Linked DNA regions of Mus musculus: all the other regions are linked to region 4. A link is a contact called in public HiCAR-type and HiChIP or PLAC-seq data. All regions are on one chromosome and are shown on one strand. The core of a region is the stretch at or near the end of the contact, and the rest is flanking DNA. Distances in the headings are between cores, read along the strand shown. Region 1 has its middle 21 kb from the start of Fli1. Region 2 holds the start of Fli1 (Friend leukemia integration 1). Region 3 overlaps Ets1 (E26 avian leukemia oncogene 1, 5' domain). Region 4 has its middle 12 kb from the start of Gm27162. Region 5 overlaps Fli1 (Friend leukemia integration 1). Region 6 overlaps Fli1 (Friend leukemia integration 1).

Evidence for each region. HiCAR-type assays count read pairs that join an accessible place to other places. HiChIP or PLAC-seq counts read pairs in DNA pulled down with a chosen protein or histone mark.
Region 1: a contact with region 4 is called in an H3K27ac HiChIP or PLAC-seq map of large pre-B cells, with 4 times the contacts expected there. The contact joins two enhancer-like sites. A contact is called at or near these places in 1 of 484 Hi-C or Micro-C datasets (bone marrow-derived macrophages), 9 of 115 datasets of contacts at active chromatin or transcription factors (the 230-238 cell line, bone marrow-derived macrophages, craniofacial prominence and 6 more) and 1 of 9 other capture datasets (embryonic stem cells).
Region 2: an H3K27ac HiChIP or PLAC-seq map of double positive thymocytes shows a contact between it and region 4, with 6 times the contacts expected there. The contact joins the promoter of Fli1 here to the enhancer-like site in region 4. A contact is called at or near these places in 7 of 39 promoter capture datasets (the C10 cell line, cranial neural crest, embryonic stem cells and 4 more), 2 of 484 Hi-C or Micro-C datasets (Th1 cells and regulatory T cells), 16 of 115 datasets of contacts at active chromatin or transcription factors (DN3 thymocytes, acute myeloid leukemia, astrocytes and 13 more) and 3 of 9 other capture datasets (adipose tissue, embryonic stem cells and liver).
Region 3: a HiCAR-type map of kidney shows a contact between it and region 4, with 2.9 times the contacts expected there. The contact joins two enhancer-like sites. A contact is called at or near these places in 1 of 15 datasets of contacts at CTCF or cohesin (pro-B cells), 9 of 484 Hi-C or Micro-C datasets (cerebral cortex, embryonic fibroblasts, liver and 3 more), 17 of 115 datasets of contacts at active chromatin or transcription factors (acute myeloid leukemia, bone marrow-derived macrophages, craniofacial prominence and 14 more) and 1 of 9 other capture datasets (embryonic stem cells).
Region 5: a contact with region 4 is called in an H3K27ac HiChIP or PLAC-seq map of large pre-B cells, with 6 times the contacts expected there. The contact joins two enhancer-like sites. A contact is called at or near these places in 1 of 15 datasets of contacts at CTCF or cohesin (large pre-B cells), 3 of 484 Hi-C or Micro-C datasets (B cells, CD4 T cells and LSK cells) and 5 of 115 datasets of contacts at active chromatin or transcription factors (CD8 T cells, T-cell acute lymphoblastic leukemia, double positive thymocytes and 2 more).
Region 6: a contact with region 4 is called in an H3K27ac HiChIP or PLAC-seq map of double positive thymocytes, with 6 times the contacts expected there. The contact joins two enhancer-like sites. A contact is called at or near these places in 11 of 484 Hi-C or Micro-C datasets (CD4 T cells, CD8 T cells, double positive thymocytes and 1 more), 8 of 115 datasets of contacts at active chromatin or transcription factors (T-cell acute lymphoblastic leukemia, acute myeloid leukemia, bone marrow-derived macrophages and 5 more) and 1 of 9 other capture datasets (embryonic stem cells).

What each region holds. Positions count from the first base shown.
Region 1 is chr9:32,560,655-32,564,776 of GRCm38.p6, forward strand. No RefSeq gene overlaps it. Among named protein-coding and RNA genes, the nearest start is that of Fli1, 21 kb to the left of the region's middle. Within about 2 kb of position 2,072, at least 72 of the 459 cell types and tissues checked have an H3K27ac peak or open chromatin away from gene starts, as enhancers often do.
Region 2 is chr9:32,540,046-32,544,491 of GRCm38.p6, forward strand. Fli1 (Friend leukemia integration 1) reads right to left here and starts at 1,407. Exons shown (of 9, transcript NM_008026.5): 1 at 1,146-1,407. The coding sequence starts at 1,163.
Region 3 is chr9:32,654,947-32,659,358 of GRCm38.p6, forward strand. All of the region lies in intron 2 of Ets1 (E26 avian leukemia oncogene 1, 5' domain), which reads left to right. Among named protein-coding and RNA genes, the nearest start is that of Ets1, 21 kb to the left of the region's middle. Within about 2 kb of position 2,420, at least 25 of the 459 cell types and tissues checked have an H3K27ac peak or open chromatin away from gene starts, as enhancers often do. A contact at or near this core is called in kidney and liver, where this site is marked.
Region 4 is chr9:32,938,523-32,942,771 of GRCm38.p6, forward strand. No RefSeq gene overlaps it. Among named protein-coding and RNA genes, the nearest start is that of Gm27162, 12 kb to the left of the region's middle. Within about 2 kb of position 2,214, at least 264 of the 459 cell types and tissues checked have an H3K27ac peak or open chromatin away from gene starts, as enhancers often do. A contact at or near this core is called in CD8 T cells, DN3 thymocytes, Th1 cells and 13 more, where this site is marked.
Region 5 is chr9:32,471,190-32,475,635 of GRCm38.p6, forward strand. All of the region lies in intron 2 of Fli1 (Friend leukemia integration 1), which reads right to left. Among named protein-coding and RNA genes, the nearest start is that of Gm22060, 26 kb to the left of the region's middle. Within about 2 kb of position 1,387, at least 14 of the 459 cell types and tissues checked have an H3K27ac peak or open chromatin away from gene starts, as enhancers often do.
Region 6 is chr9:32,501,505-32,505,781 of GRCm38.p6, forward strand. The region is part of intron 1 of Fli1 (Friend leukemia integration 1); the gene reads right to left. Among named protein-coding and RNA genes, the nearest start is that of Fli1, 38 kb to the right of the region's middle. Within about 2 kb of position 2,762, at least 48 of the 459 cell types and tissues checked have an H3K27ac peak or open chromatin away from gene starts, as enhancers often do. A contact at or near this core is called in CD8 T cells, double positive thymocytes, regulatory T cells and 1 more, where this site is marked.

The DNA of each region.
Region 1 (4,122 bases), core at 822-3,321, 380 kb before region 4:
AGCACATTCGCTCAGGTACAAATCCAGCTGGAGACCTTGGGACCTGGGAGAGCTCAAAGCACCCTGCACTCTTTCCATGGTGGGTGAGTTTGAGTCTGTCTTCTCCAATTCCATTTCCTGCCTTTAACTGCCACAGCTTGATCGTTGAGACTTAGCCACCCGTAACTGCTGAGGGAAGTAGAGGGAAAATTGAATGGCAGTCATCTCCTGTCCTTGCACAGGGCAGAGGGGGAGATGACCGAGTCCTGACCAGTACCCATCTGTCACCACTACTACCCTCTGTCTAAAGACCCTTCAGTTAAGACTTGGGAATGCTGTGAGCCTTGCAGCAAGCTCTTTTGGCACTTCAGGTCTTTTGCTTTGAGCTTGGGAATGGGAAGGACAAAGTGATGCACAAACAGAGGATGCTGTGTAAGGCCTAGGGGAGGGACCCAATGGCTCAGTACATAGAAATGGGAGCAGAAGGGATAGGAGTCAGTGTCTTTGCCCTAAGGGCACTGCTGGCTAATGGGCTGTCCTATCTGGTCATTCACATCTACCTCTCAATTATGAAGTCATCTTTCCATCTCTCCATCCTCAGTTGTAACAGTCTTCTAAATGGAAATATGATATTCTGCCAAAAGTGAGAAGAAATAGTTGTAGATGGTCAAGTCCCAGTTCCATGTGCAGTAAGTCATGTCTTAAAACTTGATTTGAAAGAAAAAAAATTCCCCAGTGGCTAAAAATACCCCGTTGACACAGACCTGTCTGCACCCCTGATCTTTCATTTTATGTACAACAATTTGTGTTTTTCCGTTTTCGTTGGCTAGAGTTCTGTGTTTTGAAGGTAAGGTGTGGGGAGTCCTTCCGAGGGTCAGTGGGAGACAGGGAATCGGATATAGTTTTTCTCTTTGGAGGGAACTTTCATCCAGATTTAGAAAAAAAAATTGTTTAGGCTCTGCTTGCTACTGTAGCCTCTTGTCCTCTGCCAAATGGCAACACAACAAAGACGGCCTCCTTTTCAAGTTTCTGGTTAATAAAACAACACAAGGCAAGACAAATAAACAGAAACAGAAGGCTCGGGTTCGCATAACTTAGAGCGCACATGTGTAGAGCTAGGCCCGGCCTCTTGCTTAGATGGCCGTTGGTCATCTTCCCTAAGTCTGGACCTGGAGAATCCAAGATCTGCACGCCCTTCCCACAGAGGCGAGGAGAGCCTGGGAGAGCTGCACTGACCTGTACGCTCTTTGTGGTTTGCTGTTGCTCTTCGCTCTGTGAACTGTGCTTGTGAAAAGCTTAGCTGGTGTCTTGAGTCTCTCTAGGCCGCAGCTACAGACATACAGACGTGACGATTGAGGGAGAGTGCCCTTGAATAGATGGGTGCTGGCCTGCCATTGGGAAGAATATATATGGGAGAGATGTAGCACGTGACTTATTTTCATGACAAGATCAACCTTGTTGGACCTTGGTCCTTTCTGTGTAGTGATATTGCATCCTCGGAATCACCTGTGAGTCAGGTGAGAGCTTGGAGATTCCTGACAAGGCGAGGGATGTGGAGCAGGAGGAGGAGGAGGAGGAGGAGGAGGAGGAGGAGGAGGAGGAGGAGGAGGAGGAGCAACATGGTGCGGGGTCCCCGAAGGTTCATGGAGTTCTTGGAGTTGCTGCGTCCCACACTGTTCTGTGGAGCCTAGGAGGGGAGGTGACTATGATCAGGAGACAGAACGGGTTGCTTCTATCTCTTATATTCCTCGATGGGAAAAGAGCTTATCTTTGGGCTCCCTCCTTCGTTTACCAGGAGGCATGGGGAAAGTGGACTACAGGCAAACTCCCTGTTTCCAGCAGGGATTTCTCAGCTCTTCAGCTCTGCTCTCAGGAGACATCTTCAGGCCATTATGAGGTAGTAGCCAAGGATCAGCTGCTGCTAAACCCTGGAAACAGAGTAAATCCAACCCTGGAGGAAGGGCTAGCGATTTACGATGTTTCAGAAGAGAAGTTGTCATAAAAACAGGGCCAGCCAACTTCCTCGAAATGTGTTAGACGACAAGCCGAGCGTGTAGAGGTGCTTTCTGTTACATGGAGCCAATGAGATGACAGAAGACTTGCTGAGGCGTGGCTGGGGTTGGCTTGGACAGTGCCGGTTTTACCAGGATTCATCTGTGTGGCATTTCATCTTACCGTTCTCGTGCCTTTTGCTTCCCTTTGCCCTGAAGTGTGGCTTCTGCTATTTTCGATCAATTTCTCCAGGACTGCTCATTGGGGGGGGGGGGGTATATAATATGGTTCCTGCAATTCTCCCAGAATCCTCAGTGGACCTCAATTCCTTAGTAAGTGTTCTGTCAGACCACCCACAACTCAGCAAGTCAAAGGCTTGCTAACATCCTCAGCTGGAACAATATGCCTCATGTCTGAAACACTTACAGGGTTGGAAGGCTGTCCGTCCACTGACAGAGTTCCCCTTCCATCCTTCTCTACAGCCTGGTGTGCACCTCCTTCCTGTGTTATCCTCTTTCCAGGCATAAGTACGATCTGGCAACCTACACAGAGCAAGTGCACTCTTCCTACAAACACTTGGCTCAGGAGTGATTGTAATAATTGCTGGATCGCAGTTTTTACAAACAAGACAAGCTGTCAGCATCTTTCTAACTTCACTGTGTGTGTGTGTGAAATTGTACCGTTGTACATACGTTTGTGTGTCTGTGCCCATGGAGGCCAGTGGTTAGTCAGTGCAAGGTGTCTTTCTCAATTGCTCTCTGACTTTTTTTAAAGATAGGGTTTCTCACTGAACCTGGGGTTCACCAGTTCAGCTAGACTGACTGGCCAGTGAACTCTGGGGATCTGTCTGTCCCATCAGGCAGCACCAGGATCACAGTGGCATTCCATTATGCCTGGCTTTTTAATGAGTGCTGGCTGGGGCTATGAACTCAGTCCCTCATGCTTGCACAGCAGATACTTCAGTGCCTGAGCCATCTCTCCAGCTCCCTATCCTTGCTTTATAGTTTAAAATCTCTCTCTCTCTCTCTCTCTCTGTCTCTTTCTCTCTCTCTGTCTCTCTCTGTGTGTCTCTCTCTCTGTCTCTCTCTCTCTTTCTCTCTCTCCCTCCCCCTCTCTTTCCCCCTCTTTCTCCTGTCTCTTTTCTCTCTCCCCCCCATGTGTGTGCTTCTATGCATGAGTGTGTGTGTGTGCTTTTATGCATGAGTGTGTGTGTGTGTGTGTGCGTGTGCTTTTATGCATGAGTGTGTGTGTGTGTGTGTGTGTGTGTGTGTGTGTGTACAATTGATATCAGATTCTGGGGGTGGTACAGCTTCTGTGTGAGAAGCAAGCTCTCTAACCTGTCTAGACCAAGATCTTCTGCCCCGCTATGTCTTTATCATCACACCAGGAGGCAATGCGCTGTTAGCATCTGATAATGCAGTCCAAGATTGCTGCTCTCCTCTCATGCCCTCTCATGCAAAGGATATCCCATAACAGCTAAGAACTGAGCATTCCCAAACATCACTGGTGCTGAGGCTGAGAAACCATAGTTTAGATGTGCCAAAGACTATCATTGAACTTTGTTTTGTAGCCCACTACTACTTGATCAGGGATAGTGTAGACTGTCTTGACCTAGGGAGCTTTGGAATGTCCTGGAGTATTCATAAGATGAGGCCCAAATTGGGACTCAGCCAAATCCTGAAGGCTGGCCAGGTGTTTTTCTATTGGCGAAGGAACAGGCTTACAAGATGGAGAACTCTCTCCCGAACGAGCTGAGGTGGGTTGATACACACACCTTAACTAGATTGGGTGCTCTCCAGCCCAGTGTGGTGAGCTGCAGGTAAAAGGTGGCTGAAAAGACTCCTCCCTCTCCCCCTTACCTTCTCAGCTGGACCCCTATTGCTGAGGCCCCAGCAGCTCTCTGGTCTTGCCCGGGACACCTTCATTCCTGTGGCTATTCTCTTGACTAACAGGGCAAGGCCTGTTTTCATACTTTGTCCTTCTGCGTCTTCTCACCTTCCCCCTCACACACACACACACACTGTGCCCTCCAGTGTTTATGCTTCCTCTTCTGATGCCCAGGAGCTCGGGCTGAAGCTTCTATCACACAATGTCTTAAAGCTTCTTTCCTATTAGACCTTTCGGGGGTAGAAGTCACATTCTTCAATGCCA
Region 2 (4,446 bases), core at 157-2,656, 400 kb before region 4:
TCTGGGTTCTGGAGAATGGCGGCTCTGCCAGTCCCCACCTCACCAGCCTGATAGTTTTTCCAGAGCAATTCCTGCTTGATATGCAGCCTTGAAGCTAACGTCTGCTCTCATTCATTCTCCTAAGTCCTCTTAGGCTAGTCACGTTAGGGGGTGTCCCTCGTCTCTGCTCCTGGCCCTACTTCCCCCTTTCGGAGGGAGCACTCGGCCTTTCTGAAGCGTGACAGGGAACCCAGACTCACAGGTCTGCTGGTCTGCACTTTGCAACCTAGACCCAAGCTGGGCCGGCGCGGGTGGCGGGTGGGGGTGGGGGTGCAATCGGCAAGCCCCAGGCCATAGACTCTGAACCAGCCACCGCAGGGGGACAGCTGTTGAAGGAGTTTAATTCTTACTGAGAGGACAGCTCCTGGATCCCTTGCTCTAAAGCAGGCGCACGCACAGTGTGCGGGATCTGAGGCACTGAGGAGCCGGAGAGCAAGGAGATTCCTAACCCGAGGAACTGCGAGGCGGGCCCGTTAGCTCCAGGCAGCCGGCGTCCGCAACTGCCGGGCAGCAGCAGTGAGAAGGGGGGAAGAGAAACCGGTCTGGCTGACAAGTAAACAGGGTCTTCCATCTGGACCCGCCGGCTCAGCCGGATCCTCAGACACCCTCCCTTGCACCCCTTGCCCTCCCGCAACTACTCCTCCAACTCGCTCGGAGGGTCGGGGGACCCCAGCCAGAGGCGAACGCTGCTCCTGCCCGCGCAGATCTCGGCCTCTGGCGTGAGGAAGCTGGCCGCCAGACTAGTGCCTGGCGCCGGGGCCAGGTCGTCTGGGTGCCGGGTGGGAACCGACCCGGCGATCTCCCGCCCGAGACTCTGCTCCGCGCCCCGGGTCCCCAGGTTTCAGCTGCCGGGTCTCGCAGCCCCTTCGGGCGGCACAGTGGGAGCCTGCGGGATTCCACAGTGGCGCAAGGAGTGAGGGGTAGATCGCCCTGGGCGGGAAGGCTGGCCGGCCTCCTCGGAATGGGGGACTCGCCACCCGGAGGAGACCGCGCGAAGCCGGGGCGCGGAAGGAAGGGAGAGCGGCCACGTCTTCCGGGACCCCGGCGCCCAGCCCTCCCGCCGCCCCGGTCGGCCCTCTCCCCGCGCCCACTGCCCAGCCGCTTACCTTAATAGTCCCGTCCATTTGGCCAAGTCTGCAGCCGAGCCCCCCAATATTCCACACATTGACCCGGTTACAGCCTGACCTCGTAGCCCCTTCAGATTAGCCCGGCGCGGCCTCTTTGGCGCCCTGGGCCCTCTCTGAGTGCCCCCTGCGAGCGCCCTGCCCTCGCTCCCCTGTGCACGTTTGTTGTTGTAGCGGATCGAAAAAGAGACAGTTAACCGGATGAAACTTTTTTTCAGCTAATTTTGGGAAGTGACTTCACTTTGCGATCGGGGAGGAAGTCCTATCTCTCTCTCTCTCTCTCTCTCTCTCTCTCTCTCTCTCTCTCTCTCTCTCTCTCTCATCTCGCCCTCTCCACTCTCTGCTCTCTCTTGTCTTCCCTCCCCCACACCCCCTCGTCCTCTCCTCGCCCTGCTTTTCGCATCACTCGCTATATAAATATACGCGGGATGCCCAGTTACATTCATGCACTGCGCACACAGGATACTTGCTCCTGGGAGATAAGAGCTGGCCAGGAACAATGACGGGGTCCACGCCCAGTATCCGCTCCCTGATTCCTGAAGTCTGCAACTCCCCCATCACCTTCCCCCCAAATCCAAAGCCAAACGCCTCTGGCCTCTTTCCTTTCCCTTGGGCCTTTGGCCGAAGGTGGCCCTCCTGACTCATTCACTTTCCGTTTCTTCCCACAGATACATTCATTAATGCTTTTTCCAGCCGGAGTCAAACTTTTTTGGGGATGGGAGGAAGACGGCGGAAGAGTTTGTTAGAACAGGGGATAACCTGGCGATGCTGACCGCCAGGGGAGATTCGGATGCAGATCAAGGCAAACCTACTATTTTTAAAAAGGAAGGAAGGAAGGAAGGAAGGAAGGAAGGAAGGAAGGAAGGAAGGAAGAAAGAAAGAAAGAAAGAAAGAAAGAAAGAAAGAAAGAAAGAAAGAAAGAAAGAAAGAGAGGAGCCGAAGAGAGTTTTTGCATCTAAGCGCTGGTCTCCGGATAGGCTCAAAGCGAATTCTGGGTCCCGCGGACCTGACCTGTCAAGGGCTCAATACCTCAAGCTTTGTTAGCAGAGAGATGCCCATGCTTTGGCGCGCCTCGACTCCGGGCTCCACAGCCCGCTAAGGAGGTAGACCAGCCACAACCTAGGCTTTTTGAGTTAAATTCTCTCACCTATCAGGACCCGACGGCCCAAGTTCTTCAATACCATCGCAGCCCCCAAGGAACTGACACCAGGGCGAGCTTGCCCTCCACACTACGCAGCAGGACCCAGGAGCGCGGCGAGCCGCGGCTCAGCAGAGACCCCACCTTGGATGAGAACGGGCAGTCTAAGGGTCCAAGCTAGGGACTGTCATTCCCAACCAGCGGCGTGGCCCGCTTTACCGGCTCGGTTCTTTCTGCTATCCCCCGCGCCTCCCCTGCTGGACCCAGGAGCTCTCTTGTTAAGGCTTCTCTGGGGTATCGGCGCTGGCGGCCTGACTCCCATCTCCCAGACTTTGAAAACAGGTTACCTTTTTCCACGCTCTTCAGACCACGCTGTGGACTTTCTCACTATTATTTAAGAGTCCTCCCGGGAAAAGAGGGGAAAAATTCCAGAGCAGATCCGAATAAATTGGAAAGGAAAAAAAAATCAAGAGGGTGTCCACGGCGGCAAGAAGGTGACTTATTAATTCTTTATTTCTTCAGGAGCAATTGCGCTCGCTCGCTCGCCTCCCTCCCTCCCCCCTTCCCCCTCTCCAAATTAGTCTCATCAATTCAGCTCCAATTTGGGGTTCGAATACAGACACGGGTCTGAACGTGACCAGACCTGGAGTGGCGGTGCAGCCTGCCAGCAATTGAGACTCGGTTTACTGTGGGGGGTGGGGTGGGGGCCGGGCCCACTCCCCCTCCTCCTGTCTGCTTCTCAATCCAGGGGTCTGCTCCGGGGCTCCCCTGGGACCGCCACATCTGGTTACCGCTAGCGGGGTCAGTCCCCCCCCTTTGCCTGGGGCCACCAGTTCTGGAGTTCAATTAAAAGAAATCAGGCTTAACCCTTTCCTGCCTGCGGCCGGGCTGCCCGCCCTCTTGCTCTTCCCTTCAGCGTTTCCACATGCTTTCCAGAGAGGAAAGAGGTTAAAGGGAAAGAAGAATGAATTACATCCTTTCAAACCCCAAATTGTTTCCTTTTCAGCCCAGACATTCAAACGACAACGTAGCTTTCAGGAGGGTGCACCCAGGCTATACTGAGCCTCTTTCTGTCCGAAAGGAGTGTTTACGTCTCCCCGCAGAGGGTCTCCTTCCAGGCACTGGACAGTTACAAAGGCCACAAAATAGCCAATCCACATTTAATCACCACGCCCCCCGCCCCGCCCCGCCCTGCCCCAAGGGCCAAGTGGCAGACAATCACCAGGTTTTCCTTTCGGCTTCTGCTGATCTGGCAAACGACAGTCACGTCCATTGCTGAATAACACTCACTGGAATAATTCACTTGGAATATCCCCGAACTTCATTGAGCCCAATTCCTTCTCAACAAGAATTCTTGTTCAACAAGAATCCGGATAAAAATGAAGACTTGAACCCCCACCTCAGCTAGGGAGTATTTTTTTGTTTGTCTCTGCCTGCAAACCGGACACTGAAGCAATTTCACAATTTTGGGGCGTAGGGGCGCTGGCATAGGCTCCCCCGGGCATGACAGGCTTAGGCATCATTGCAATCTATTGACATTTTACCACCGACCCCTCCATCGGAACCTCCTCTCATTCACAGGGTTCTCCACACAGAAGAAGGCACTGTCCCCCAGTTTTGAACAGATCTGGGATAGAATGTCGGGTTCCTCCCATCCCTTGCTGTTGCTCTGGTGGGCGAGTTTGCCCGCTTATGTAACTCTGGGGATGGTGCTCCACTGGATCCTCCTGACTCTCTTTTAAATCCCGAAGGGGGGAAAAGCCCTAACCAAACACAACAGTAAACAAGTCTGCCCTGTTTAATGTGGTTACCACCAGACATCTGGAAAGATGGTTTGATCCTGGCAGCTCACATTGTTTTCATGAGCAGCCAAAGAGAATATTTTGAATGTTTGCATTGAGACAAATTGATAGAGAGCCTGCGGTGAGGCCTGCTGCAAATGAAAACTGTCTTGTGCTGGAGAGGGCAGGTCCCTCCCCTTCTCTCGCTTCTCACTCCCCTTCCCTTTCCTACCCCCCCCCCCTTTTGGCTCTCACTGGCTCTTCCCTTCCCTGTGTACCCGTCCAGCTCAGGAATGGCAGCCCCTGCCCACACAGTGGTGCACACCCTCTTTCCTGGCGCTCTAAGGACTGTGGGCTTCACTCT
Region 3 (4,412 bases), core at 1,170-3,669, 280 kb before region 4:
ATATGTATATGTGTGTCTGTCTATCTACCCATCTATCTATCATCTATCTATCTATCTATCTATCTATCTATCTATCTATCTATCTATCTATCATCTATCTATCTATCTATCTATCTATCTATCATCTATCTGTGTGTCTGTCTACCTGTCCACCATCTGTCTGTCTTTTAATCATCTATTTTTCTACCATCTTAGGTAACTTGATATTTCTGAGCTGTTAGGGTCAGCCAGTACAAACTAGATAATTTCAGAGTCAGGCTACAAGTTGAATATTACAACATCAGAACACAAAGGCCCTACATGGTTAAATAAATTGCCCAACTTCATAATACCAGCAAAGCATAGAATGTGACCCTAATCTCCTTTTAAATCTATTTTTATTGCTATCACTAAATTTATGAGAGTAGGAAACTTATAAAGAGAAAGTTATTGCCACACAGAAGTTATTCTTCCTCTGGAAGCTAAGAAGATCAAGGCCTTGATAGGTTCTGGGTCTTGTGAGGCCCTTTCCAGGATGGCGCCTCATTGCTGTGCCTTCTAAGGGAGATGAATGCTCTGTCCTTTCAGGGCTGAAGGATGGGAAGGACTGAACCTACTTCCTCAAGCTATCTTACAAGGGTCTTATATTATCTGTGAGCTGCCACACAATGATTTTCTCACCTCCTGGATGCCCCAACTTTTAATGTTATCATATTGGTGAGTACATTTCAAAAATAGGCCTGGGGAAATGGTGGCACAAGCCTTTAATATCAATACTCAGGGAGTAGAGAAAGGTGGATCTCTGTGAGTTCGAGGCCAGCCTGGTCTAAAGCGAGAGTTCCAGGACAGCCAGGGCTACACTGTGAAACCCTGTCTTGGAAACAACACCACCATCAACAACAACGACAACAACAAAAGATTGTGGGAATGTATTCAATCATAGCAAGTCCTTACTACAGTATTCATTTTGTTTTTATTTATTTATTATTTTGAAGTAGGATCTGGAATTCACTTTGTAGACCAAACAGGACTCAGACTCATAAAGATTGGCCTGCCTCTGCCTCCTGAGTGCTAGGATTTAAGTTGTGTGCCCTATTCATTTTTCAAAAAGCTATTTGGTAGCATATGGAGACTTAGAACCAACTTTTATTCATGTACCTTATTTATGAAAACTTGGCTTCCCATGACTTAAGAAAGAGCCACATTTCTCTACATAGACCACTGAGCAAAGTGCAAAACTGTTATTTATCCTGGCTGCCATGTTCTCCTGACTGGATTCTACCCCAAGATAGCAAATCAGTATTACCATACTCCTCACACCATGGGGTCCCTGAAACTGTCATCCCGTGAGGGTACTGGTACAAGTTTAAGGGCTTCTGGCTGAGTGAGGGGTAACAGAGAGACCCTAGGAATTCGAAGCTGACAATTGATATCCATTTCACCTAGAAATGTCTCTCCACAAGGCAGTAAGGTCTTCAGACTTCCAGGGACTTGTTAACACTCCACCATTCCCACGCTGTTGCACTGGGTCTCGGTGAACGTCGGATGTGAGTGGAAGCCTTATGGTCTGCAGGGAAGCCAAAAGCAGCTCCCCACGAAGAACACCACCTCTGTCACTCAGCCCTCTGTCTTGCTTCTTTTTGTTTCCCAGAGCCTTTAGAGGGTCAAGCTTGCCCTTTCACCAAGGTCCAAGCCTATCACTCCTCATTGTTTTAAAAAGAATTTCCTGGCCTTGAGTCTAAAATTAAATTGCCCCCTGGGACTTTGCTATTTTGTATGTTCCTGCCTCTCCTGGTGGCTATTACCACCCCATTTTGTGCCCCCTCCTTCCCAGGCACCCCCAGGAGAGCTCAGAAGACATTGGCTGTGCCTCCCTCCCCAATTCTCAACAGAGAAAGTAAGTCCAGGAATCAGCTCTATGTCCCTGTACTATTTTGAGGCCAAACACGGCCTGATAAGAATTCTTTCTTAGCACTGCCCAAAGAATTCTATAGACATGCTTGGCAGTCCGAGAAAGGAAGAAGGAAGATGCCTTACACAGCATCTTGTAAGACCCAGAGACTTCCGGATCTATTAGAAGTCTGTGGGATGTCTTATGCATTGCAGTATTTTATAATCTTCACCGCAGGAGAACTCAGTAATTGCTCAACCTCAGGAACTGCCTAAGCCCCACTTTTTCCTTCTGAATAGTGGGTTATATGGGAGGAAAACACTGAGTGTGCCTTTGGGAAGCATAAGGACACAGTGTGAAGGCTCAGTACGTGACAGGGACACTGCCATGAACACACATTCTGACTCTGACAACTTTTGGCCCAATGGACTTGCTTTTCTCTCCCAAGGGGCAGTTGATCTGAAGATTGCCAGTTACAAGGTCAGGAGAAGGAATGTGTTCAGGTCAGCAAAATGGAGAGTTTGAGTTGGCAAGGAACTTGCAGATCATCAAGCTCTCCTCCTCCGGAAGCAAAAGCTTAGGGAGGTCAAGTGACAGGCCAGAGGTTATACAGCTCTGTGGTGGTAGAACAGGGCTGACACACAAGCATCCTGCTTTATAGGCCTCTGTGTTCCTGGTAGAGTATGCAAGTGTCTGACATTCCCAGAACATAACCCAATTATCCTAGATGACATATCACAATGTCCATCCTGCTCACTGCTGACTCTACTGTAACTCTGGATTGAAAAACATCTTGAAGTGTTTATTGGGCCATCTATGTTTATGGCTTAAATCTAAACCCTGGACTTCAGTAGTCAACCAAGGGAAAGGCAGTGTGTCTATCCAGACGCAGGGAAAGGAGAGGCAGGGGGCAGTTACTGAGCAAACACCTGCAACCTGAAGGCTGTTTGGCTAAAGCTGGAGAGGCACTGGAAGAAGCTCCCACACTTACACAGATACACTGAGGCCACCTGTTTCTGATTTGGTATTATAAAATATCCTCTTATTCTTTCTTTTCAATTCTGGGGGACTTTGGGGACTGTGAACAAACAGAATGGCTTTGGGATGTAGCAAGACTAGTAGGGGAGGGGAAATGGTGGCTCTGGAGACATAGCTGCCTGCAGGCTAGAAGGAACAGTAGCTGAACCTGACTCTGATGCATGAAGCAGAGAGGAAGCACAGACAGGGACCTTTCATTGTAAGAAGAGTGGATTGGTCCCCTGAGAAGATGTCCAGTACATTTAGCCCACCCTTAGAGCAAAGTAGTGATAAAGCTGTGTCTTTGGTCTTCTGGATTCCAGAGTTAATGTAGGTGGGACTTTGAGGTAACAGGCTCCTGGATGCTCTCCCATTATGCTGCTCTGCAGAGATGCTCACTGAATTGTTCTTCACAGTAAGGATGATAGAACATGGCAAAGACTACAAGAACTATTATTCTTTGGCTATTATTCATGGTTCCCTGTTCCCATTCTTTCTTAGTGGACACTTAGAAACCACTACTCATGTTTAAGCTCACTGTTGGCCACCACAACTGTATACAATTACTATATTTTTCTTCTATAACGTTTACCTATTGCCTCTTTTTTTTATGCCCTCATTTCTCATACCATTACAGACCTATGGATCTAAATTGTCTCCCACAGGCTCATGTTTTAGAGTCTTGGTGGGCCAGCTTGTGTTATGACTTTGAAAGCCATGGAGCCTTCAGGAGGTGGGGCCTGGATGACACAAGAAGTGACTAAGAATAGTGCTAGAACATCCCTATTCCATTCTATGTTCTTGATCAGCTGCTATAGTCACTGTGGCGCACTACAGTGCCTCAGACCAAGCTGTTTGACTTTGCCATCCCTGATATGGTAGACTATGGCCTTGTGAAACTTCAAGGCCTAATAAAAAGTTTCTACCCTTGAGTTGTTTCTGTTGGACATTTTCTTATAGAGACAAGAAAAACAAAGGACAAAAGAGCTATATTTTATGGTTTCCCTTTTTGCTTTACCTGCCGGTCTCCCTGAATCTGTGCTCAAACTAGAGTCTTTGTGTAAGCAGCTCTAACTTCACTCTTTCCTGTCTTGGAGACTGCTCTACTGAGTGGCTCTGCCACCCCCCTGTCTAAACACAGCCCAGAGCAACATTGTTTTTCCCCTTCCTTACATATTCCCCGAAGCTCAGCATTTTCACGGTACAAGAGCAAGCGCTCGATGTATCTTGGATTTCTTTTCTTTCTTTGCCTCATTCAAGAAATCATGCTGACCCTTCCTTTAGAACGCTGCACCTCTGTTTCTACCTTCACCCCTGGGATGACACAAATCTATGTCTTTCTTCCTAGCTGGATTAGGCCAGATTAATGAGGCTTCGTGTGAGGTAGGTAGCCAAACTCCACAATTAATCTGAAGACTTATCTTGATGCAATTTTAAAAATCATAATCAGCTAAAAATTATTATGGAAATAAATGTTTAATTTAAATAATTTGAAAATAAAAAATGATACCTGGGTCAGTAGTAT
Region 4 (4,249 bases), core at 964-3,463:
TGTGTGTACGTACTTAACATTCATTTCTACTCCAGTGATGACCCTTCCTATATCATAGTTTAGAGATGCATTGTCTATCTCTGATTGACCTTCATAAATTTTTGCCTTGCCCTGCACACACCATTATCCTACATCATTAAAAAAAAGTCTCAAATTGTATTGTTATTTCCTTCAGGTGACTTATGTCCTTCAAACAGGTATATTGTCCCTGAAGATAGAAGCTTCCAGAATGCTCTCATCCTGTGCTGGCAGAATTCATGTTAAGTGTGCCATCTTTATATAAGAGCCACATGGGAGAATCGCATGGTCTGAAGTTCAGATTCAGTTCAGAGTTACAACAAGGCATATTTTTTAAAAAGTCATTGAAAGGGGAGAGTCCCAGATTAGTTGCAAGTAAGTTGGGTATCATGGGCCCGATCTTTGCCTCAGACCTACATGATAATGTAGGAACATTTTCAACTTTCTCCTTCTCATTTGGCCTCGTCTTTCTCTTCAAAAACCTAAAGACCAAAGGTACCGGAAGCCTTGATTGTCAGAGTTCAAAGCCCTCGATAAACATTTGACATTTGGAAATGTGTCTCCCTCCCCTCCCTCTGTACCCTCATCTTGCTTGCATTGGCACCAGCCTTAGAGATAACCATATCAGGCAGAATAAATGAGACTTGTTTCCTTCTAAAATGTCTTCCTCCTGCACGATACAGCTAAGCACCTCGGGCTTGCTTGTATTTGCAATTAGACTTCTCTCTTCTGACTTTTAGGTCAGAAGATAGAAAAATTCAAAAATTTCTGGAGAGAGACAGAAACCATGGAACTTTTAAACCAAAAAGGGACTGATAGATTATTTTCTCTGATAGTCTTGTTTGATGATGGTGGTGGTGGTGAGTGTGATTGGAAAAGTTCACTACATTGTTTGCAGTCAGTTACTGAGCTGGTACCAAACCTCAGAAGATGTATATAGACAAGACTGACATTCCTAGCATAAAGGCTTGCTCAGGCTACATTCATTTTTAGCAATAATTCTGAAAGTTCAGACAGTGGGCTCTCCCAGAATCTACACGGACCAAATTCTCTCATGAATTGATCAAGGAAATAGACCAGGCTTGTCCTCCGATATCTTTCTTGGGAGGTTTGCTAGAGGACGGAATAGCTCTGGGTCTAACCTAGAGTCTGTGTTTCAGGCAACGAGTTGGGCTTCTTGAGTTTTGTGTAACTGCCCTGTACCCAAGACTTAAATGCTAAAGTTGAACCTCCCTCCACATCCTCCTCCAGGCTTCAAGATGTTGAGGAACATTAAGCTGGTGACAGAAGAAAGCTGGAGACAAGGCTAGGTCCCTGCTTTGTACAGGTTAGGGATATCCAAAAAAGAATGCTCAAAATACTTCCCACCCCCATACACACATACCCCAAAGGGACAGAACACTAGAGAAGTTCTTTGCTTTTGGTCTTAAGGGGATTTTTTAGAGCAAATACAAACAAAAATGAAAGTGGCTCAAAAATAAGTGGTAATATTCTCCTAGGAATTACAAATGTGACCAGAGACGGAAGAGAGAAAATGGATAGAGTTCCCAAACTTGGATTTATCTGTCTCCTCCCATCTTGGACCATATCTGGCATTCTCTCTAACTCCCATGCCTCGCTTGAAACACTAAATGGTTGGAAGACCAGCGGAGGTGTGTAAAACCTCGTTCATCTGCCATGACATCATTTAGAGGCTGCTTCTACTGGACCCTTCGCAGAGGTGTAGTGCTCTGTGTGGTTTGTGTGCGGTGGGGCAGTGGGGGCAATCTTGGAATCACAGCCACCTGATACATGGTGTTCACTTCTGGGGCTCCCAGCTCCCAGCCCCCAGCCAATACTTTGCTTCCTCAAGGACTAGTGAGAATAGCCTATTTAAACCCCAATACACACTCTCAGTCTAGGGCACGACCCCTTTTGCTGCTCTTGGCTAGCTCTGTAGTCCCACCCTCAGCCTGCAGGGTCCTGCCGAAGCCGAACCGTGCACTTCCGGGTCCCACACTCCACTTGCGTGCTTCCCAGCCCACTAGAGAGATTTTTCAGAAAACTATTTTTAGAAATAGTAACCTCAGAGTAAGCAAGGCACGGCACTCCAGATTGGGCGTTTTTCTGGGGCAGTTGAGCTAAGGAGCATTCGTTTAAAGAGAAAGGTGTAACAGCCGCCCTTGCTGTTCAACCCCGGAGATCATTTCAGATTCCTGGGTTTGACTCCCTCTAGCGTCGCGATTGAGAAGACATGTCTAAATCCAGGCTTGGGAGACTGGTTGGGAACCAGGACAAAAAGTGTTTTTCTTCGCTTTGTTCCTAAATTCCTCTCTGCTCTCCGCTCTCTCTTTTGTGACAGAGTTCCCAGCATGGGAAGAAAATGAAGATTAAGTATTAGTTTAAGAATAGTAAAACAATTTATTTGCATCTTTTTTTTCTTATTCCGGGAAGGATCAGCGATTAAACAGAAGTTTATCTCAAGAATGAGGCTATAATGTAACTTCTGGATATCTCTGTTTACATTAAGTCTAGTCCCTGAAGAGAATCTGCATGCGCACTGTTAGGGAACACTGTGTACTGTGCATCTTGTCTCAGAATTAGGGTCAGCAATTCTGCTGCTTTTGGAGAGGACAAATTCCGAGGAGGGGCTTGTGGGCACAGTGGCGAGCAGCATGAGACTTTGCAAACGTAAGAGACACAGCCACATACTGCTAGCAGCTCAGAGCAGTGTGTCTGTCTTTGCAAGTTGAAATCATTGGCTGTTTTATCATATTTCCTTATGAATTTGATGAGCCTGCTTCAAGAAGGAAACTGGAGAAAAAAAATGCAAATTAACTTTTCTAGACCGAGTGCCCTGAGATTTCGCTGACGGAAAGGAACCCTGATTGAAGGGATCTTCAGTGGTCAGGAGGGCTCAGTCCTCCAGTTATCTGGTTTGGTTATAAATGACTGGATTTCTTCTATAACCTGGCTGTGGCTTACTAACGTCTGAGCTACAGAGTAAACCAAAGTGACTGTGGGTGATAAGAGGGGAAACGTGTGTGGTGCACACTGAAGACATGCTCATACCTCCCGGGCTGTTTTGAGTCAGACTTTGTGAATTATGGAACAGCAGTCATTCATTCAACAGAAAGCATTCCATTCACAAACACTGCAGCTAAGCTCACAATGGTTCATTATGAGGTCTTTTGCTGAAGGGCTGCTTGCCTTGCCAGGGTAACAGTCTCTTCTTTGACTGTCTTTCTGTTCTCATTTACCATTTTCACATATTTCTCTTCAGAACTTATCTGATGTCTAGCAACCCCTGGTGGGGAGTCTGGAATGCTCACCCCCCCCAACCCCACCTACTCAGCCTGTATACATCAAATGATTTAATTCTTGAAGGTGGACCATTCTAGTGCTGATTTTCCAGGATGTATAGGCTTGTTTGCCTTGGCAGCCACAGAAAACAAAGGCATGGGTGGTGGGCTGGGAAGATGGCTAAGTATGTAAAGTGCCTGTCTTACATGCTCATGACCCAAGAAAACAGAACCGATAAACAAACAAACAAACAAACAAATGGGTGCATGCTATGTACAATGAAGAAAGACTCTGAACTATGGCTCTGAAGATGGTTTTAAGTGTGAAGAAAGTATGAATGAAAGACGGTGAGGATCGAAGTTTTAGGACGTCAGGTTGCAGTATGGGTGGCGAATGTCTTCCTTGTTCAATATGCCAGAGGCTCTCATAGGTGAGGGCGGGGCAGTAGTTGAGGAGAAAACAAAACTATTGAGCTGAAGTTGCAAGGAACTGAATTGCTTTTCTTTTCTTTTCTGTCCTTTTTTTTTTTTTTAAAAAGGTTTTCATTGGGTCTTTGTGAGTTTCCCATCATGCACTCCAGTTCTGCTCATCTCCCTCTTCCCTCATATCCGCCATTCACCCTGCAACCCTCCCCCCCCCAATAAAAACAAAACAAAACAAAACAAAGCATAGAAAAGACCCCATTGCGGAAGCTGCAGTGTGTCACAGTGTGTCCCACAGTATATTTCTCTGTCCATACATCTTCACTTGCAAATGTCCATTGCAGTGAGTCATTGGTCGGGTTTGAAATCTCTGGCTTCTGTGACACCATCAGAATTGGATCCTTACCTGTCCTCCACTCCATTACCCTGTTGTTGCCCTGGATCATGGGGGATACTGCAGCCTTGGATTAGCAGGACAGGCCCTTTTATGCATTCCAACCTTTTGCAGATGATAGAGATTTTGTTGG
Region 5 (4,446 bases), core at 137-2,636, 470 kb before region 4:
TTATTATATTAAATATATTTTGATAAGAAATACATATTAAATATATTAAATATTATATATGATAATATGATAAATGCATTAATATTTTAATACAGCCACAAGATTATTATTTCAGCAGAATCAACAGTCACCAAGATATCTTACATTTTATCATACTAAGACTTTTAGGTCCAATGTGCATATTACATTATAGCACATCTAACTCATAGAGTAGCTCCAGTCCCAGTGCTCAGCAACATGGGGCTAGTTAGTGGCCACTGCATCAGAGTGCTGGGTGCCACAGACCTGGTCCATAAGCCAAGAACTTCCAAGTTGTCTGCCCTGCTCTGTTTTCTTCTTTGGAGCATTGACACACCCTCCTCTACATTTTAAATAGTATTGTGTGCATCTGTGCTTGAGCAAACTACATGCGTGGGTACATGCCATGGCATGGGCATTGAAATCAGGTGACAACTAGAAGAAGTTGGTTCTTTCATTCTTTCATGTAGGCTCTGTGGGGGTAGAACTGAGGTCGTCAGGCATGGTGTCAGGCATGGTGTCTGTCAGGCACCTTCTGCTGAACCGTCTCCATTGGCCCTCCTCTACATTTTGTGTTATGATAACTGGACTTTCTGAAAATTATCAAATGCTATGCAACTCTTGATACCCACCAGATATAGAAGGTATGACCCTATTGATGAAGATGACACACATTTTGGTCACAAGACACAAAGAAATAGTTGGGATTGAGTTGGGAATCCTCTCCCTGCTGGCTGGCATTTGTGGTGCCAGAGGCTCTATGCAGGCTCCTAGAGGAGGAAGTGTACCAGTGCTCATGCTTGCTGCACAATACAACTTGACAGGCATTATAAATCCACTGGTACAACGGTGGCTTGACCATATGGTGGGTAGCCAGCCACTCTGTGATTGGAAGCCTACTGCATGAGAGGAGATACACATCTGGTACCATAAACCTGGTAAAAAGCCTGTGGCTGGTGGAGTCTTGGACCCAATGAGAACATAATGCTGTTGTTTCCCTAAATGGACATGCTGCTAAGTCTCCAGAATATTTATATTTATATCCATAGGCTAGTATCCCTTTCAGTCTAGAACATGAAAGCTTCTTTCAGAGAGTGACAGATAGTGTCGAGACTCATACCTCATCAGATGCTGAGGCTAAGTGACCGATAAGCTCTCAGCCCTAACTGGGAAATCTATATTATATACACCCTAAGCCTATAGAACCCTGCAGAAGAAGAGATGAAGTGATGTAAGAGCTGGGAGTGGGGAGGGGTGTCATAAAATGCTGACCCACAGATAAAACATGGCCATTCCAACCACAGAGACACAGAAGCAATGGATACTGGTGGAAGACTGAACCCGTCAACTTCCTTCACTGATAGAGGAAGTGCTCATGAGACACTGCCCCATCTGAAGGAGATATTAACTGTTAGTTGCTGCAGAGGGGAGTGTTGTTTCCTGCCTGGGGGATGAGCTGGTAAAAGAAGGGTCTTGGAGTGAAAGCAAGGGAGAGTAATGGGCGAATAGAATCACAATACACTGCATATATCTATGAATCCCAATACATTGTATATATGTATCTTAAAATCATGCAACTAACAAAACTAACAAAGTCCCGTGTTACTCAGAAAATAAGAAAGTTGCACTGTTCAGGATGAGTAATTTAAACAGACTGACATCTATGTATTCATTTCATTTGTCTTCTCTCTCTCTCTCTCTGCCTCTTTAGCCCTCTGCTTCTGCCTCTTTGTCTCTTTACCCGCTTCTCTGTCTCTGCCCCTGTTTTTTTCTCTGTCTCTCTAAATCTGTCTGTCTGTCTGTCTGTCTGCCTGTCTGTCTCTATGCCTGTCTCTGTATTTTGTGTATAAATATATGCATGCAGTTCTATGCTGGTGTACATACCTCTGGAGACCAAAGGACAACTTTGAGTTTTGTTTCTCAGAAACCATTTACCTTTTTGTGGCATAAGATCTGCAGCTTGCCTAGCAGGCTGTCTGTCCAGTGAGCCTAGGAGATCCAGCTGTGTGCCTCCTCAGCAGCTGGGATCACCAGAGCATGCCACCATGCCTGGTGTTTTTACATGTTATTTCTCTCACATAGTTAAATAATGCTAAGTTAATGCTAGGTATGGTTTCATCCCAAATAAAAGCATCTTTCTGAAAGTCTTTGATCCTGGCTCTTTATTGTGCGTGCTTTGAGGGTATTGATTAGGTGAAAACCATGGCTATGCCTACCTGGGTGGCTCTAGACTCCACTAGATCTTTACTTCAGCACAGTAGGTGAGACTGTACACCCAAAGCCAGGTAAATATTCAGCCAGCTTATGGGAATACTTACACGGGCTTCTTCCAGCTAGTGTCTGGGTGACTAATGCTAGGCATGACCTGGAAATGGATCCAGAGTCTTTTTCCTTGAAGGATTCTCTTAGCTCTTAAACAGCATCCTGGAGGGCCCAGCAGTACCCAGGTGGCAGGGATGGGAACAGGTAGCTCAGTGATACAGATATGTTAGAAGGGAACCCATGCTTCAAAAGTACAGGGTGAACTCAGCAGAGCTTGGGCTGTCCTGCCTGGGCATTGTGACCTTGGGGATCACCCATATGGACATCTGTTCCTCGGATTCTCCATCTGAAATATGGTTTGGGTACTAGCATGAGGCCACAGAAGGAAAATTCCATACCTGATGCACAAGAGAGCCCACAGTCCCAATGCAAATGCACCAGGCTATAGTCTTACTGTTGGGCACTGAGCACACGTGCATACAAAACAGCCATTATCATACTGAGATATCTGTTACACTGTGTGCAAACAAACATGCTAAAATCTGAAAGAGCCTGAAACACATGTCAAATGTTTCAGGTAAGGGAGACTCAACTCATACCTACATGGCATGTCCTTGAAGAAGCAACTTGACTTTGGCCTGCTCTGCTGTGCCCCCATTTAGCTTTTTCCTGAAGAAACACATGAACCCTGCCCAGTGAGCAAAAGCCCTGCCCATATTCTAGTGAGGGAGAAGACAACTTGAATAACCCACCAGGGAGAGCGAGCGATAGGGTGCTCTTTCAGATTCGGGGAGTGTCAGGGATTCTGAAGAGGTGGTATATGGGCAAAAACCCGAGAGAGTTGTATGAATAAATGGAGAAGAAATGTTTTAGAAAGAAGGGACTTGGGGAAGATAAACCAAGGTAGTGGTGTGCTATGGTTTCCAGGAGCAGCTAGAGTCTTGTGTGATGGCATAGAGGAAGGCAGGAGCCAGGGAGAATCTGGGACTTAGCTAAGACTTTAGATTCTGACATGAGATGCTAAAGGTTTTTGAGCAAGAAGGTTACTGTTGTGAAAGGATGGATGACTTTCACTGTTGCCTGTTGAGAGAATAGGTCTCAGGCAGGGAAGGGGAAGAGTGGAGCACAGATGTCTCTGTGGCAGCTGGGAGAGACACTGTGGGCTTGGCAGGCAATGATAACTAGATACAGGGTACATCAAGACTATAGACTCTCCAATATTAGCATCTAGATTTTTCAGTAGGGATCAGGAACACCTTGTGATGGTGCAGGCAGCTTGGGAGTCCTTTCTGAACTGGCCTCATCACCAGAGGGTGCTGGCAGAATGGGATCGTGGTACAGAACCATGACGCACAGGCAGAGAGGGAGAGGCAGCAAGATGCCCAAGCAATCGGAAAGGCTGGGCTGGCGCCAGCTTAGCCTCTCTCGACTTCCTTTCTATACGGTAACAGGTTGAGAATATTGGCCTTCTAGATTAGTAGGGAGCAGTGATACAAGACTAGATACAAGTGTTTGATAAACTACACTCTGCTGAGAATGGACTGACCGGAATCATGGTATAAGCATCATTCTGCATGGAGGGCTCAAGGCTCAGGTTCTCTGAGCTCCCCTAACCCTAGAACCCTGCAGGGATGGCCAAGGTCCCACTTCCTGGTTTTAGTTCATGGGATGGAAGCGTGGCAGGGCTGAGGGTTCTAGAGGGCAGCTCTGAGACAGCTGCAAGGAGGAACTCCCTTACAGCAGCGGCAGCAGCCCCCTCCCTGCTTCCTCTTGCCTCTCTGGACTAGTTTCCCTCATGACTCACTTTCAGTTAAGCCTCCCAGAGAGGATGCCTAAGCCTCAATTCCAGTCCCAATCCTACGGGCTTTGGCTTCCTAAATCCAGTAGACATTTTAATCTAGAGACTGTACCACTTGCTCACAAAGGGTGCTAAAGGACGTCCCCTCCTCAAGGCATCACCCCTTCCCACCTGCTTGTCGCCACTAACTGCATCCCCTTTCAAAGGTCCAGACTCAGCAGCATCCAGTCCCCACCTCTCAATGTTTATTAAGTCCGAGCTCTTGTAGCCATCCCTTTGATATGCTCTTTATGCACCTCCCCTGGGCTTCTGTCATCATTACTGTCACCCTAGCCCAGAACTTCGATTCCTTATCTGGGCTATTTCAG
Region 6 (4,277 bases), core at 1,512-4,011, 440 kb before region 4:
GGTATTTTCGGGGTGCTTCAGAAAGCTTCTTGCATCTTGGGCAGCAAAGCCCAGTCACTGTCATGTGCTCTGTCACCCTTCTCAGTGTGCTGATGAAAGAGCAGATAGGAGAAGCATGTGGGAGCTGACTAGTCTCTGGAAATGGCCACTTCATTTTTAACCTTTTTGAAGTTCTGATGATAGACCATGATGAGAAAGGGGGGAGAGAGAGAGAAGGACACAGGGGAGGGAAACAGGAGGGGGGAGAAGATTGAATGCATCAAGGTATTTTTTTTTCCTGGACAACACTCTTTGCTTTGAAAGAAAAGGAGGCAGCTAAAGAGATTTGGTTAATTACACAAATGTAGGTACAGGCATCAGACAGAATGTCTACTGGATATTGGATTTACCACCATGATGTTCTGGCCAGCTATGTCCAAAAGTTATCTTTGTAGCTTGACTTGGGACACCCAGTAAATTTAGATCTGAATCACTTTGCATATTATTATTATTATTATTATTATTATTATTATTATTATTATTATTATTATTTCATCTAGTCTGAATCAATAATTTGGCCATGTTCACTCAGGGTAAAAAAATTCAGAGGAACTAGGGCAGGCCCAAACCAGCAAGCAACAACAAAACCCCTCAAGTGATAGAGCTATGCATAGCTCCTGAGATGTAGTGTGGATGCACTGCCCAGCCGCCTCTGTAAGCCTGTTCCCCAGGTTGACTGCCACTAAGTCACCTAAGGTATCGATTTCAAATGCAAAATTCTGGAACATGCCAGAGTAAGTGGTAGACACTTGGGTCCAGGGAAAGAAGAATAAATGGTCTTTTTGCTCCCAAATGACTTGTCCAGGTAGGAATTTCAGAGCTCCTGTGGTTAGTGGTAGGTGCTCGGTGGAAAAACTCTTTCACAATCAAACTGATTAAGAAAATGCTGGAGACTGTGTGGCTACCCATCTTCTCTTGAGCAACAAGAGCACATGCCTGAGCAGAGACAGGAGTCTGATAAAGCCTAAGCCACAGAGAGCTCTTCATTCAACTTTCTCACAGCATCCCGTTTTTATAAAGCTCCTTCAAATACCCCCAGTCACATTTGGAAGCAAAACCACAGTTTCTCAGAACCCTCGTGACAAGTCATTGAGGGATTCTACCTTCCCAGGTCTTATTTTTAAGTCGCTTTTCCTGTCATAAATCTCTATTAGAAATAGGAAGCGTGATCTGCCAAAAGGGGCACCACAAACTCAAGAGATCACTGGATTTTCCTTTTTGCTAGCTAGCCAGTTCTTAGAATCACAATTTGCTTTGGTTATGTGCTGGAAGCAATGAAGCATACGCGTCCCTTCATCTTACGGATCTGGGTGTGAACATCTTGTCTTCAGGGGGACTTTTCTAAAACCTCCGACCTAAATTACACTCAGCCTGCTTCTCCTTCTTGGAGTGCACAATACGTATCACACTTAGAAATGAGTGTGTGTGTGCGTGTGTGTGTGTGTGTGTGTGTGTGTGTGTGTGTGTGTGTGTGTGTGTGTGATATATGTGTCTCTCTCCCATTACATGTAACTCTGTAAAGGCAGATCCTACCCTGGAATCATGCCTAGGCAACAGGCAGCCCTCCATAGCCACTTACCCTATAAATGAACTACACAGTGTCTGTATGGTCAGTTCTCAGATGCTGTCCACATTTTTTTTTGAGACAGGATCTCTCACCTTGTGGGTCCCAGGCATTTGTCTGTCTCAGCACCACTGACACTGGTGTCACACTTACATGCCACCATACCTGACGTCCTTGTGGTGGCTCTGAATACGGACCCCATATCCTTATGTTTGCAAGGCAAGCACTTGACTGACCGAAAAAGGTGCCGGTGTGATTCAGACAATGATTCTATATGGTCATGAGGATTTCCTGAAAAACTTGTTCAGAATGCATGGTTCTGGTTGTGCACAAAGCTCAGGGGGAGAGTGCTTGCCTGGGATGCTCAAGGTCCTGGATTCCACCCTCAGTTCTGGGAAAACCAAGCACCTGTGTTGTTCTACCCAAGATTTCAGTCCTCCCGAGTGAGAGGAAGGGAGGTCGGGAATAAAGTGTTAGTGGCTGGCTGAGAAGAAGGAGACGGGAGGGCCTGGAGATGTTTATCTTTGCCCGTTTCCTGGCTTGCAACAGGTTTCTGGACAAGCTTCTGTGTTCATGTCTCCTTCTCACTCCTCAGTAAGTGGAAGTCCCACCTGCCACCCACTCTTCTCTACTCCAAAACTACACTGTGAGATGTCTACTGAAACATTCTGAAATCCTAAGATGAGAAGAGATACTGAAGTAAACACACACACACACACAGTTGCTATTTGTCGAATGGTGGATTTCTAGCACACAGCCACGAACTTCAATTTTACCAGGCAGTTTTTCACATAACTTCACTATGTGAGATGTCTCTTGAGGCTGCCCCCTTTAATACAAAATCGAGAAGGCTGCTCACTTTGCTAGCTACCCCTTCCGACTTGACCTTTGCTTTGCGGTGGAAACTTTACACTCTCACGACTCTTCAGGCATGCGTGCTGGCCCTCTCCTGGATCTATCTGTAGCCAGGCAGTTTGCGCACAAGGAACGGATGGGCAGACTTGCAAGCCTCCTGACTCCCAGGATTCCCTCCCCTCCAGGGAAGCACAAGCATTAGTCTGGCTCCAGTGTCGAGCAGTGCAGGAAGCAGAGGGCACGGGCTAATATGCATGTCACCATGTGGCTTCTGGTCACAGGCTAACCCTACTTTCGAGCCTGCGTGAGCTACAAGAGCAACAGGAAATGGCAAGGGGTATATATAGCCACATTGTGTTTATCCAAAGGTGCTGTTTTGCACCGATGATGAACTTCTTAGGTTGGAAAGGACACAGCATCCTCCTTTCCCCCAAGGGCCTCTTTCCCTGAGCAGCACGTGTGGAATGAGTTCCTCCCCTTGGGAAGGAAGAGGGACATTGGACCTTCTTGGCATCTTCACTTTCATGTGACAGGGCTTGTCCACTTTCCTCTCGAAAGGGTTTCTGGATACATTCATCGGAGGTTCATAGTAGGTGGGAAATGACAATAGGACAATTGAGGATGAGCCTCTTTACACAGTACCTCTGGAAAAAACATTCATTCTCTGAACTGGGTCCTCCCCCCAAAAACACTAATTAGATTCTTTGTTTCTTCTTGATGCATTGCACTGGCAAATAATTCATGCACCTCTTCCTGGTGTAGCCGCTATATGTCCCTTGGTTTGGCGGCTTTGAGATCCTACCATAGGCATCGGCAGCAGAAAGTCCATAGAATGAGATTTCAGTGACCCCAAACCCTAGACTTCCTTTGTTTCCTAAGGCACCATCAGAAGGAAAATCTGAGTCCTCTGAGTTCGGCCTACGCTGTGTACAGAGCCCTTCTTTGCTGCTGTGAAAGCCAGTGAATCAGCCGGGAGCCTGGAATCTGCTGCAGGTCCTCTGTATTGGCAGAGGGCTTCAGCTTCTCTTGTTGGCTCTTTACTCAGGCCTCCTCTCTACTCAATGAGCTCAGGAACAAGGCTTAGGGATGGTGAGATTGAGGAGGGACTGACTCATGTAGGTGGGCATCGGAGCTTTAGTCTGCATATGCATACTGCTCACCTGAAGAACTTAAGAATTTTTTCCCAAGGACTGTGGGATATTGAGGATAAAAGGAGATGCTATAAGTAGAGACCATTTAGATAGCACAGTGCCACACAGCGAGTGCTTAGTGCACGCTCATCAAAATGGAGTTAGGGATGGAGGGATCCTGTGGAGAATGGGTCTGCATTTCAACATGTATACACCCTAAAATTTCTCATGCTAACTTGGTTGGCCAACTCCTTCAATAGGGATAAGCTGTATGTTCCCATAAGGAATATTTTGCAGTTAAGTGTGGCAATGGCAAAATTGTGTGCAGAGCACTTTCTGATACAGCACCACATAATAAATGAGACTTCTAAAATTCTCATCTCCTCCTACTCTGAAAAGGCACAGGATGCATGTTGGGAAAATAAGTGAGCGAGCGAGCTCTTAGCACAAACATTTGGGAGGATAAGACTGAAACTTTTCCCAGCTTCTGAGTTCTGCTGAGATGCCAAGCTCTTCCTAAGAGCCCGATTTGCAGCGCAGAGGCGAGTGCCTCTATTTGAGCACTTTAAGAAAAAGTGTGGGGCAGTCGTGAGAAGCAGATGGCTCAGTGGGTAAAGTGCTTGCTGTGAAAGCATGGGGACATGCATTTAGAACCCCAGTGCCCACATAAAAGCCAGCAGTGGTGGTGA